Linked DNA regions of Mus musculus: region 1 is linked to region 2. The links are chromatin contacts, called in public HiChIP or PLAC-seq maps. All regions are on one chromosome and are shown on one strand. The core of a region is the stretch at or near the end of the contact, and the rest is flanking DNA. Distances in the headings are between cores, read along the strand shown. Region 1 has its middle 8.8 kb from the start of Gm35533. Region 2 has its middle 50 kb from the start of Gm35437.

Region 1 (5,404 bases), core at 1,556-4,055, 300 kb after region 2:
TTTCACAACAATTAAAAGTAATTTTCCCATTATTTTATAAAATGTCCAGATTTTAGTTATTAGGTATATGTTGTAATATTTACCATGTAAAAATTATAAAATTTGTAATATTTAAAGTAATTTTTTAACCGATGATACTTTAAAACTAGAAAATGTAATGTATCTATCTGTGCTGGCTAGCTTAGTTTCACTCTCTCACCTGAGTGGTGTGAAACTCAATTGAAGAAATGCCTCCATAAGAATGGGCTGAACACTGTGTTTTTCCTTCCTTCCTTCCTTCCTTCCTTCCTTCCTTCCTTCCTTCCTTCCTTCCTTCCTTCCTTCCTCCTTCCTTCCTTCTTTTATCTAGTTTTTTGAGATTATAATATAATCACATTTCCTCCTTCCCTTTCTTCCATCAAAATCCTTTCTTATATCCTTTCTTACTCTCCCCCAAATCCATGGCCTCTCTTTTCATTAATTGTTAATGCATGAATATATATGCATGCATGCATGCATACATACATGTCCCTTCCTACGTTACCCTTCTCAGTCTGTTTGTTACTTGGAGGTGTATATTCATGGCTGACAGACTGACAATGGACAGCCAATGTGCATGCTCTTCTCTGAGGAAGACCCTCTTTCCTGCTCTCAGCTTTTCTCAGTTGTCTCTAGTTCTCTGTGTAGAGTCAAGGCCTTGTAGGTTTTCCCCATTCACTTTGGCATGCCCATTGGTGTCCTTGTTCACATTTGGGCAGTTATGTTGATGAGACTTTATGATTGTAGCTTCTGGCATTACTAATAAAACCTCCAAGAGCAGATATAAGCAGTCCTCTTCTGACTTGTTGACCAGGACTGTACAAAAGATCCCCAAAAGATACAACCTATGGCTCTTGCTATCAGTTGCTCCTGAAGAGTGAAGGGTAAGTTTCTATTTCTGAAGACACCATGGACTACGGAAATAAGGCTCGAGGACCCCTGAGCTGGAACTGACATAAATGCATCATCCCTGACAATGAGCTTTTATGGTACCAGAAAGTGCCATGTAAGCTCCCAAAGGAGGGAAACGACTCCCAGTTCTACCCAACTATGATGATTATAAATTGCATTAATGACCATCATGGCACAATAACCTTAACGATGCAGTAGTGGCACACGTACCTTAGCAATAACCAACAACTCTCTAATCGGATATAACACCCTCTCAACAAGAGGGAAACTACGCATGGTATTGGGTGGCTACTTAATTATTCACAACTAGCCAAATCATTGTTAGCAGAGATGAATCTGTAGCCCCTCATCTACTAGACCAGCATAATTCTTAACAGTCTATAAAACATGTGCCCTTATATCCACAGATTAGTGTAGTCTTCAATCCCCAGCAAGAGAACTCTTTGTAATGGATTGAGACCACTACAGAAGCTATCATCAATCAAAATGCAGAGGTCTGGGGCTCAGTCCTAATGGATCCAAAAACCAATTCCCTACCTCGTGCTCAGTGAACACTGTGGGGGAAGGGAGAGAAAAGATTGCAAGTGGAATTTACTGTGAGGTTGTGTCTCTTGATAATATCTAAAGGGACCTTTTCTTAGCAAGTGGTCCATGTGAGGAGAGGGGAGTTCAACCTCCTGTGGGTAGGACCCTTGAGCTGATGGTTCTGGATGCTGCAAGAAAGCAGGGTGAGCAAGACTTGGCTTCTGTATCAGCTTCTGCCTCCAGACTCCTGCTTTTCTTGAGTTTCTGTCCTGACTTCCCTGACTGAGGGACTACAACTACAAATAGAAATAAATCCTTTCCTCCATAAGGTACATTTTTTGTCATTCTGCTTTATCACAGTAATCGAAATGAGTCACAACCCTAGGTAGAACTCCTTAGACAAAGAATGACTTACAATTAAAATACTTAAGTATTTCATTCTTCCTCAAAGATTTGCTTTGGATTTGATCTTTCTTTTAAAGATAGATACACTATTTTGTATTATGTATGTGTGAAGAATGGAAGTTTTATAGCAAAGCATCTTTTTAGTTTAATATGTATATACTCATGCTTTCTTGTAATTCTGTTTATTCTAAAACACAAGATAAGATGGGCCAATCACTACATAAAAACTTATCAGTCGCATGATAAAATGATTCATCCGCTTACCAGCATAGAAAAACTTCACAGACCTTTCCTTTATTTTCAGATGCTTTGTGATATAAAGGCTGGAAGCTCAGAAGAACTGTTTATTCATTAACCTGTGATTCAGTTGAACTATTTTCTGAAAAATCCCTCTGATAAATTACAATGGAGACATACTATTGTTAGACTCGGAACACAGGATAAAATAAATATAAATCCCTCCCTGTCCCCATTCCTCAAAGAGCTTGGTTTCCAGGGACGAGGCATTGCTCATCTAAAAGCAAACAATGGTAAATAAAAATGGAAAATCAAATGGTTGTGAACAATAACCCTTTGTTCAATATAGCAAACATATAACAGAGCACACTGGGGATTACTCATTTAGTAATCACAATATTAATAAAAGCAAAATCACTGAAGATGGAAATTCAGCTTCGTACAGGCACATGATTAATGGAGGACTGTGAACACTTTTAACTCCTGTTTTAAAATAAGTTTGCACCGAACAACTTCCATCAGTAAACTACTAGCAAATGTACATTTAGTTGTTTATTAATTCACTTGAAGATGGCCTGTTCGTTGTGTGGATGTGCATGGAAATCCACCTGCACACACTTGTACACTCATGCCTATGCATGTCTGCGGTGTATGCAGCATGTGTAATGTATGGACGGCAGAGAAATCTTGGGATTCTGTTCTCTTCTGCCACCTTGTGGGAACCAGAGATTGAACTCAAAGTTGTCAGGCACCTTTACCTACTGGGCCTTCGCTCTTCCCTAAAGTGCTCAGATCTTAAAGTGTGCAGATGACTAATGATTTCAGCATAGTTGGTTATGATACCACCACAAAACAAAAACTATAATTTTGTATAAGTAAGAATAATGCATTTATGTCTTTTTGTTCTAAAAAAAAATTGTTTTTCAAATGCTGTATGCCTAAGTGAAGGGAGAGAGACCCCATTAGTTAAATTCATTGACCTACAATCCAACCACTGGTAACATGCACTTCCCAGGGGCTAAGAGTATCTAGAAGCAATCAAGAACACATCATTGAAGGTTTATTGTGTAGAGAATGTTTCTAAGTATTTACACAAATGCACAGAGGAAAACAATGACCCTGAGCAGCTCTTCCGCATGGGATGAGCAGAGTCTGAACAAGGCACTTTCTCCTTTGAATAAGATGTTAGGCATTTGCGGGGATGAGTCATACCAAATGCTGTTCGGTTTAGTTATAATTTTTGATACAAGATTAGTCATTATAGCACAGGATAACTTGGAACTTAGCAATTTCCCTGCTTGTTTTCCTAAATACTAGAATTATAGGTATGAGTCAATGTGTAGATTGTATTTTCCTAACATATTGTTTCCAAGCCTCTATCCTAGACCTCATTTTCAGTAGAAATGCAATCATAATTTGTTAAGTGACTGTAAGTCCATTAGGTATTGAAGCAAAAAGTCAATTCAAATACTAAACTTCAGTGGCTTCTGGGAAGTGAATAGCTAGAAAGTCCTGGAGAGAGTGGATATAAAACGTGATTTAAGAAATATAGTGATGAAGGCGTTGTTCATTTTAACAGTTTTGAATGCACATGCACACACAGGTGTGGGTACATGTGCACACACGTGAGTGGGGGGAGGAGACACAGACACAAACAAAGACGCAGAGAGGAAAGGGAGACGGATAAACAGGCAAAGAGCGAGACAGAGAATTAAATACTTTAAGCAACTTAAAATAAAATTTAAAAAGTATGCAAAACCTTTGCTTCAATTCCCAGACCACAAAAATCAAAATGGATCATGCAAAATCCCAGAAGCAAGTATTATCTCATTATAATAAAAGTCAACGTTAAATTTATGATATTCAAATCATATTGAAACAAGAGACCTGAAATGTAGGACTCTTGAGAAGTTTGCTACAAAGCAAACCATAAAATAATGCCAGCAAGGTAGAATCCTGTGAAGTCAAACCTCTTCACCACCCTGCTGTGGTCATGCCTTCTGCCACCTAACTAGACTGAAATGCTCACTATACACTATAACCAAAAGATTCCATCATAGTATCGGAAGGAAGACATGGGTGAGCACAGGAAGGAGATCGGTGTCTCTTACTGACAAACAAAACAGACATTATCAGGGAGCATGCCTTTGTCCCCTTTTCATCTGTGTTAGAGGTCATCTGGGCATTACATTAGAACTTTAGAAAAGAACTGTTAGTCAGATAAACTACTGCAGACTATGGGAAAACTCATGGTGTCTTTTCTAACAAGATAGCTGACACAGTGCAGCAGTGGACTCAGGGATGGGGTGCCTTCAAGTGGGTTGGTTACCATGGCAAAACTAGAGCTATATAAACTTGACCTGGTGTTTTCTGCCTTAACTCCAAAGGATGCTGGTTAATTTTCAACTGTTTTGTCAAGAACAGAATAATAAGGCTATTAATCAAGGATTTTGGTTTTCCTATGATATAGCCTGAATATTTCACCTGGATATTTTAATACTCCCTCTTCCTTACAAGGTCTCCCCACTTTTCTCAGATTCATGCCCTACTTTTTGTTTTGTGGTCCATTGGATTTAACCTGGGCTATGTGTGTGAACCTAGGTTTGGAACTAACTATTGGAACTGGATTACCTCACCAGTGGGTACCCAGGTTAAACCAATGATCGCCCTCTCCCAAGATCTGTCAATGGTCAATAGCTCAGAAGTACGGGTAGGACATCCTGCATCTCTCTCCTGCCCACGGGTGACTAATGACGAACCCATTCTTATGCAGGCTTTGAAAAGGTAATCATAACTAATTGTGAGTTCCTAGTTACAATGTTGTGTCATGTTCAGAAGATGGCATTTTTCAGCCTTCCAGGTCTTACATTCTCTCCACCTCCACTTGCATGACACTCTTTAGCCCTAGAAGGGGTTGTAGAAATCACCTCTTTAGGATTATTCAAGCACCACTAGTCTTGATGTTAGCTGTTCTTTAGAATGCCCCGTGCTTTCCATATGGGCTTTAATTCTGCAAGGACTGGCTTTTATTGTTGCTTCTTAACTGGGTAACTCTGACTTCCTTACATTGAAGCTGGCAATCTATAGGACAAAATCAAGAGCTGTTCTGAAACTGACAGGAATAGGATTGAAAGTCACAAAGGTCTCAAGACCACCTAAGACTACACAAGTCTGATGAGAAAAAAGAAAAGTCACATTGCAGAGCAGCCTGCAGGACAGAAGGCCATGTGGCTTGCACACCAAATAAAACTATCTGAATAATAAATTATAATTCTAGTTTAACACTATGCGTGAGTTTCTGGGACAA
Region 2 (5,446 bases), core at 1,246-3,745:
TTAGGCATTCCAAACCTGTGATATGGTTTCCAACATTAATTTGAGGACTGTTTCAATTATCGTTGCTTCAATTATTCCTCCTGTTCATTTCTTTCTCCTCCTTGTATCTCCATTTTGTGTACATTCTCTCATTAACAGATGTCCTCCACTTTGAGGATACTCTGCTTTGAAGTTTATTCTCATCTTTGTTATTTCTCACTTTCAGTTTTCAAGGTTTCTTTCGGACTCTCCTCTGCTCAGATTTTTTCCATTGTGTCTAGTCCACTATATACTGCAAGAGTTCTTCATTTCTGTTATGTGCTTTTCAGTCTTTGGGAGTTTTGCATCTTTCTGCATCTTTCTTCTGCTGATTACCTGTCCTTGTATGCAGTCTACTTTATCCATTGGAGGTCTTAGCATAGTAATCACAGGGGTTTCATACCTCCGATAGCAACTCAGTTGATACCTGAGTGAGGTTCAGATATTTACTCTGTCTATGATTAGTTTTGCTATTTTGTTTGCTTTGTAACATTTTTCTTGATAACTGGACATGACATACAAAGTAGGAAAAATTATATAGAAAGACCATTAACTGCATGGTAGCAGCATGTTAAAGTAGTAGACACATTCTACAACCCTATGACCAGGTCTCAGTTTCTTAGTGAGCCCGAGTCTCTGTAAGCTTTGCAGTTGCCTCTCAGTTACCTCCTGGATGATGGGAGGTAGCAGAGTTTTCTATGTCTCTTCTTCCACTTGGAACCCTGGTGGAGCCTGGGTATTTTCTGGCCTCCATGTGAATGCCAGCTGCAATTGAGTGTGCCAGTATCTGTTCCCCAGATGTTTATGATCTTGATAAATGGTTTCTCTTGAGAGCAGACCTTGTTAAGGACAGAATACTTCGGTGCATTTAGGGATGGTATCTTTTTCCTTCTCTTCCTGCTGGGAAGAGGGGGATTTAACTTTGATATTTACTGTGAAGTCCTCACAGAACTCCAGGAGGTAAAGTCTACAAAAGTCTAAGGGTCCACCATGACTGAGTACCTTGGAATCTCTTAACTCCCCATGGATCCAATGGAGTTTTTGTAGTGGTTGCCACTGAAGGTGTGTACCACCTGTAACACATCAGTTTCAGTTCAGACCTTCCTCGTTCTCTATTCAGGGTAAGTAGTGACTCCATATTGGCCTGTTTGCGTCTCAAATCTGACGTAGCCATCTATTCAGTGATCTCACTTCTTTGTAACAATAACAAGTCATTTGTCTTTCAGTTGTGCCAAATTTTTACTTGTTTCTGAATGGAATAGCATCGTCTAAATTTCTTACAAGACAGATTGGAAACTAGAAATCTTTATTTTTCTCAATCCCAGCATTCTCAAAATGGAATCAATTAGCAATAAATTCCCCAAATTTTCTTTAGAATTAAAGACATTTAAAATAATAATCCAGCTAAAATAGTAAAAAAAAATAGTTTAAAAAGCTGAAGCACATCACATATGTAGAAAATCAATCCTCCATTTTGTCCTCTTTATGTCTGCTGATTAACTGATGTTTTAAAAAGGCTTCCTAAAGGAAATGAGAATTGCCTTTACTTGGACTTTCACTGTATGATAAATAAGGAAGCTGAGTCTCACAGAAGTTAGCCATCCTCTTGCTTAAGCAGAAATTGCAAGTAAACCCAGGGCGTCCATTATCCCTGTTAAGTGTCAATCTTCTGCTTCGTTTACTTAAGATGAAATGGGTATCAGCTGACTGTTATGACCGAGAAGCTAGGAATTTATTGATTAGTTAATTAAAATAGTTTCTGTATGCTTACTGTTTATTAGGTTCTGACAGTATTAAACAAATGAGTCACAACTGTGGCCCTTAAAGAAGACAAACATGAACATAAAGAACATTCTTGCTGCGTGAAAAGTCAACCAGCATGTGATAACCATTAGGACGTACTTCTGAGAAGAATGTATGCATAAAATCTAAAGGCGATGCCCAGAACGGATTTCCTATTCAAGTTATATTTCTCAAAATGGACCACAGCTTGCTTGGAAATTGTAAATCAAGAGAATAGCAAGTATATGGTTCAATTATGGAGTCCTTTTCAGAAAGTTATTGTGGGTCAGGCAGTACGCTATGTACTAATAGTCAAGAATGAGCAGAAGTAGATTCTATTTCTGCCTTGTGTGCTGTCTATCCTAGTGTAGAATCTTAAAAGTGAAGTGAGAATCATTTCTCTTCTAAAAATACAGTGAAAATGTTTTTTTGAGGTTATTTTTAAAACCTTGGCAAGTAAAAAAAACACACAACAAATATCTGAGATAGGATTGAGCATGGAAGTGGCTGACACAGGAAGCAGGAATCCTTCCTCAGAAAGCCATATCTTAGATAATTAAATCTGAAAGTTAACCTCCACAGACAGAGTTGTGGGAAAGACAAGCTATCAAGGGCAAATATAAATACTATCTATAAAAGACTCTAAGGAGCAATCAGCTATGACTGAGTTATGAATGGCTTGAATGTCAACAACAGGCATGGGACAAGCTTAGAGTACTAGAGTCTACACACTGAAAGGTCACAGACGACTACGTGGGCATCATGAACAAGGGGGTGGCCCAGGAAAGTACAATCTGTGTCCTCACCTGCCTATCCTTAAGGGTGGGATCCCTGCTTCTGTTCCCTGGTTTTGGTGCTTCACCCACCCCAACTTCTAAGACCACATGCCTAAAAGTTTGACATCTACACTCAGAAAACATTTTCCCCCAAACTGCTTAACTTTATTTTCTGTTTGTTACAGCATCCTGCCAAGTTCAGGTGTTTCCTCAAATTCTGCATCCAGGACAGCTCTGAAGTGGCTACTCACTGCAGCTCTGGTCCAGTTTGCTTCAACTGGCCCTTCATGTCCCTAGCCCCAGATGGTCCTACAGACTTTGGACGGCAGCCTGGTTTCCAGGACCTAGCCAACAATCCAGCCTTTGGACCCCCAATAATGATGCCTCTGTGTCAGCTGGAAGTAGTCATAGAAGATTACATTGCCCTTTTTTTTTTTTCATGTTTATCAACAAAAAGCTGGGATGTTGGGTTAGGCCTAGGACAAGTGGCTGAGGTGCATATTTAACATAAAAGCAGATCTGGTCTCCAGGTTCTCCCAGCATCCCTCAGTTTCTACCTGTTACAGGGCATGGCTGGCATACCCTGCCCTCTATGCTGAACTCCCAGCCCAGGGGCTGGGCTTTTGCTCACCCAGAGGTTCTTTTCTATAGAATCCAGGCATTTTGGTTCTTCTCTCTCTTTCCTTCTCTCTCTCTCTCTCTCTCTCTCTCTCTCTCTCTCTCTCTCTCTCTCTCTCTCTCTCTCTCTCTCTCTCTCCCTTATCTCCCCCTCTCTACCTCCTTCCCTTAATCCTTCCCTCTTTCTCCTTTTCTCTTCCCCCTCTTACATCTCTCTCTACATAGTGAGTTCCCTAGCTTCATTCCTTGGGACCAGTGGTCCTGCCCAAAGGATGCCCCCAATAAACCTACTTTTATACTTTAATTTTGCTTGAATTGGCTCATTTTATCAGCCGAGATAATCTAACACCCAAAACTGAATGTAGTCGTAATTTTGAAGTGTTAGGGTCTAAAGTAGGAAATCACAAGAAGTATATCTTTGGTCAGGTCCTAATGGAAAGTTGATCTGTCTCAAGAAAAACTGATACATGTTATCTAGGAGGGAACAAAGACATGTTGCTGGGTTCCATGTAAAAGAATTAAATACGTATTAAATACATGCATGCATACACACACACACATATGTATGAGTGATACGTTTGTGTGTGTGTGTGTGTGTACCAAAAATAAAAATAACAGCTCATGGCTCAGTGGTCAAGCATGTGTGCCTTCTGTTCAATGACTAGTTTCACAAAGCAATCAAAAAATCAAAGGCAACCCATGTATTAGATATCTGTAATATATGTGACAGATTGACAGATTGTATGTTTATAAAGGGTTAGAAATAAAAAAAGAGTACTTCATTTGAAGAAACCAGAAAGACTTCTGCTTTCTCGTTATCTGGAGCTTGTTGAACACCTTAAAAGCCACAGAACACCACCCTCCAGATGACAGATAAGGCAACTAAAACCTGGATACGCAACCCCTAATAGAATGGACTTCCTGGCAAACACGGTTTTGGTCTATGCCCGGGCATCTCCTTGAGGAACTTACATAAGCTCCTGATGGAAATGCCCGGGCATAGACCAAAATGGTGTCTGCTGATGTGATGCAACCCAATGCTGCCTCTACTTGCTGCAATTTTCCCTTGTGCCTCTGGGTGGTAATTACAGATTGTTTGATCTTGGTCAATAAAATACTATTCAATTTCCCCTAAAGACATCAGAGATGCGTTTATTGCAGTAAAAATATTTTCCCATGCCACTATTTGAATCTCAAGCCTAGATGTCGGCTCATTTAATTTCCAGCTATGTACATAGGCTTTTTAACATACAGAATAGGTACAAATTAAAAGTGTAAGAACATTACTCACGTTTCCAAGGGTAAAGATAGATGGATGTTCAGCAAATTACACCTACTCTTCTGGACAAGGATGGTGACGGAGACACTGAATCTTAACTTCTTGAATTGTTCTGCATTGGCTGCCTTCCAAAGCATGGTCTATATTCTGAAGTATCCTACTATGTAGATGAAGCAAGAAACACCTACATTAATAATGCAGAATATACCTTTGAAAATTCAGCGGAATTTTATTGTAGTAAATGTCTAGTTCACATGTCTTACACAGATCATAGTTCAACTCTTGTACCTCAAGCCAGTCATTTTGAGACAGGATGTCTCTGAGTAGCTTAGAAGCCACCCTCTTTTCACACCTCCTATGTGATTATAGAGTTACACTTTTCTATATGGCAACCTCCTGGGCTGCTGGTAGTGAATTCAGCCTTGGGAGAGAAACAAGACACAATAAAGCCATGCAGCATCACTGATACATTCTTAAACAACAGGAAAGAATTTGTACACTGGCTCAGGACATGTCCACCACGAAACATAATTCTATTTGGAACTTTAATATTTGGCGAAATGTAAGCTTTAAATTTAGAAGTTGAATATTTTCTGTTTCCCTCAATGCATTATATTCTCTGGAAGCAAACAAAAGTTTAAATAAATAGTATTATAAACTGTATTTGGTCCCACTATGATATTGCTTGAAACAGATTTTCCAACAAGTGAGGTAATATATATTTTATAGAACATTTATTAAAATTCCAAAACCTCTTTATATTATTGTAACTTTTAATCAGTATAGGAAGGTAGGTAAATAAAGTCATTGATAATAAATTTAAAGTGGTATTCTGAAAATGCTTTAATGAAGGTGCTAGGGCTTTAATTCACCCACAACATATACAGAAAAAGTATTTAAATGATTAGGTATTATGGAATATGACAGTGTAGCAAATTAAGAGCTATAAGTGACAAGGAGAGATAGCCCCATG

Evidence for each region. HiChIP or PLAC-seq counts read pairs in DNA pulled down with a chosen protein or histone mark.
Region 1: a contact with region 2 is called in a FOXA1 HiChIP or PLAC-seq map of pancreatic cancer cells. The contact joins two enhancer-like sites. A contact is called at or near these places in 2 of 39 promoter capture datasets (cranial neural crest and maxillary cranial neural crest), 1 of 15 datasets of contacts at CTCF or cohesin (the NIH/3T3 cell line), 2 of 484 Hi-C or Micro-C datasets (extraembryonic endoderm stem cells and uterus), 4 of 115 datasets of contacts at active chromatin or transcription factors (bone marrow-derived macrophages, embryonic stem cells and pancreatic cancer cells) and 1 of 9 other capture datasets (embryonic stem cells).

The regions. Positions count from the first base shown.
Region 1 is chr10:100,150,241-100,155,644 of GRCm38.p6, forward strand. No RefSeq gene overlaps it. Among named protein-coding and RNA genes, the nearest start is that of Gm35533, 8.8 kb to the left of the region's middle. Within about 2 kb of position 2,806, at least 16 of the 459 cell types and tissues checked have an H3K27ac peak or open chromatin away from gene starts, as enhancers often do. A contact at or near this core is called in pancreatic cancer cells, where this site is marked.
Region 2 is chr10:99,850,321-99,855,766 of GRCm38.p6, forward strand. No RefSeq gene overlaps it. Among named protein-coding and RNA genes, the nearest start is that of Gm35437, 50 kb to the right of the region's middle. Within about 2 kb of position 2,496, at least 2 of the 459 cell types and tissues checked have an H3K27ac peak or open chromatin away from gene starts, as enhancers often do. A contact at or near this core is called in pancreatic cancer cells, where this site is marked.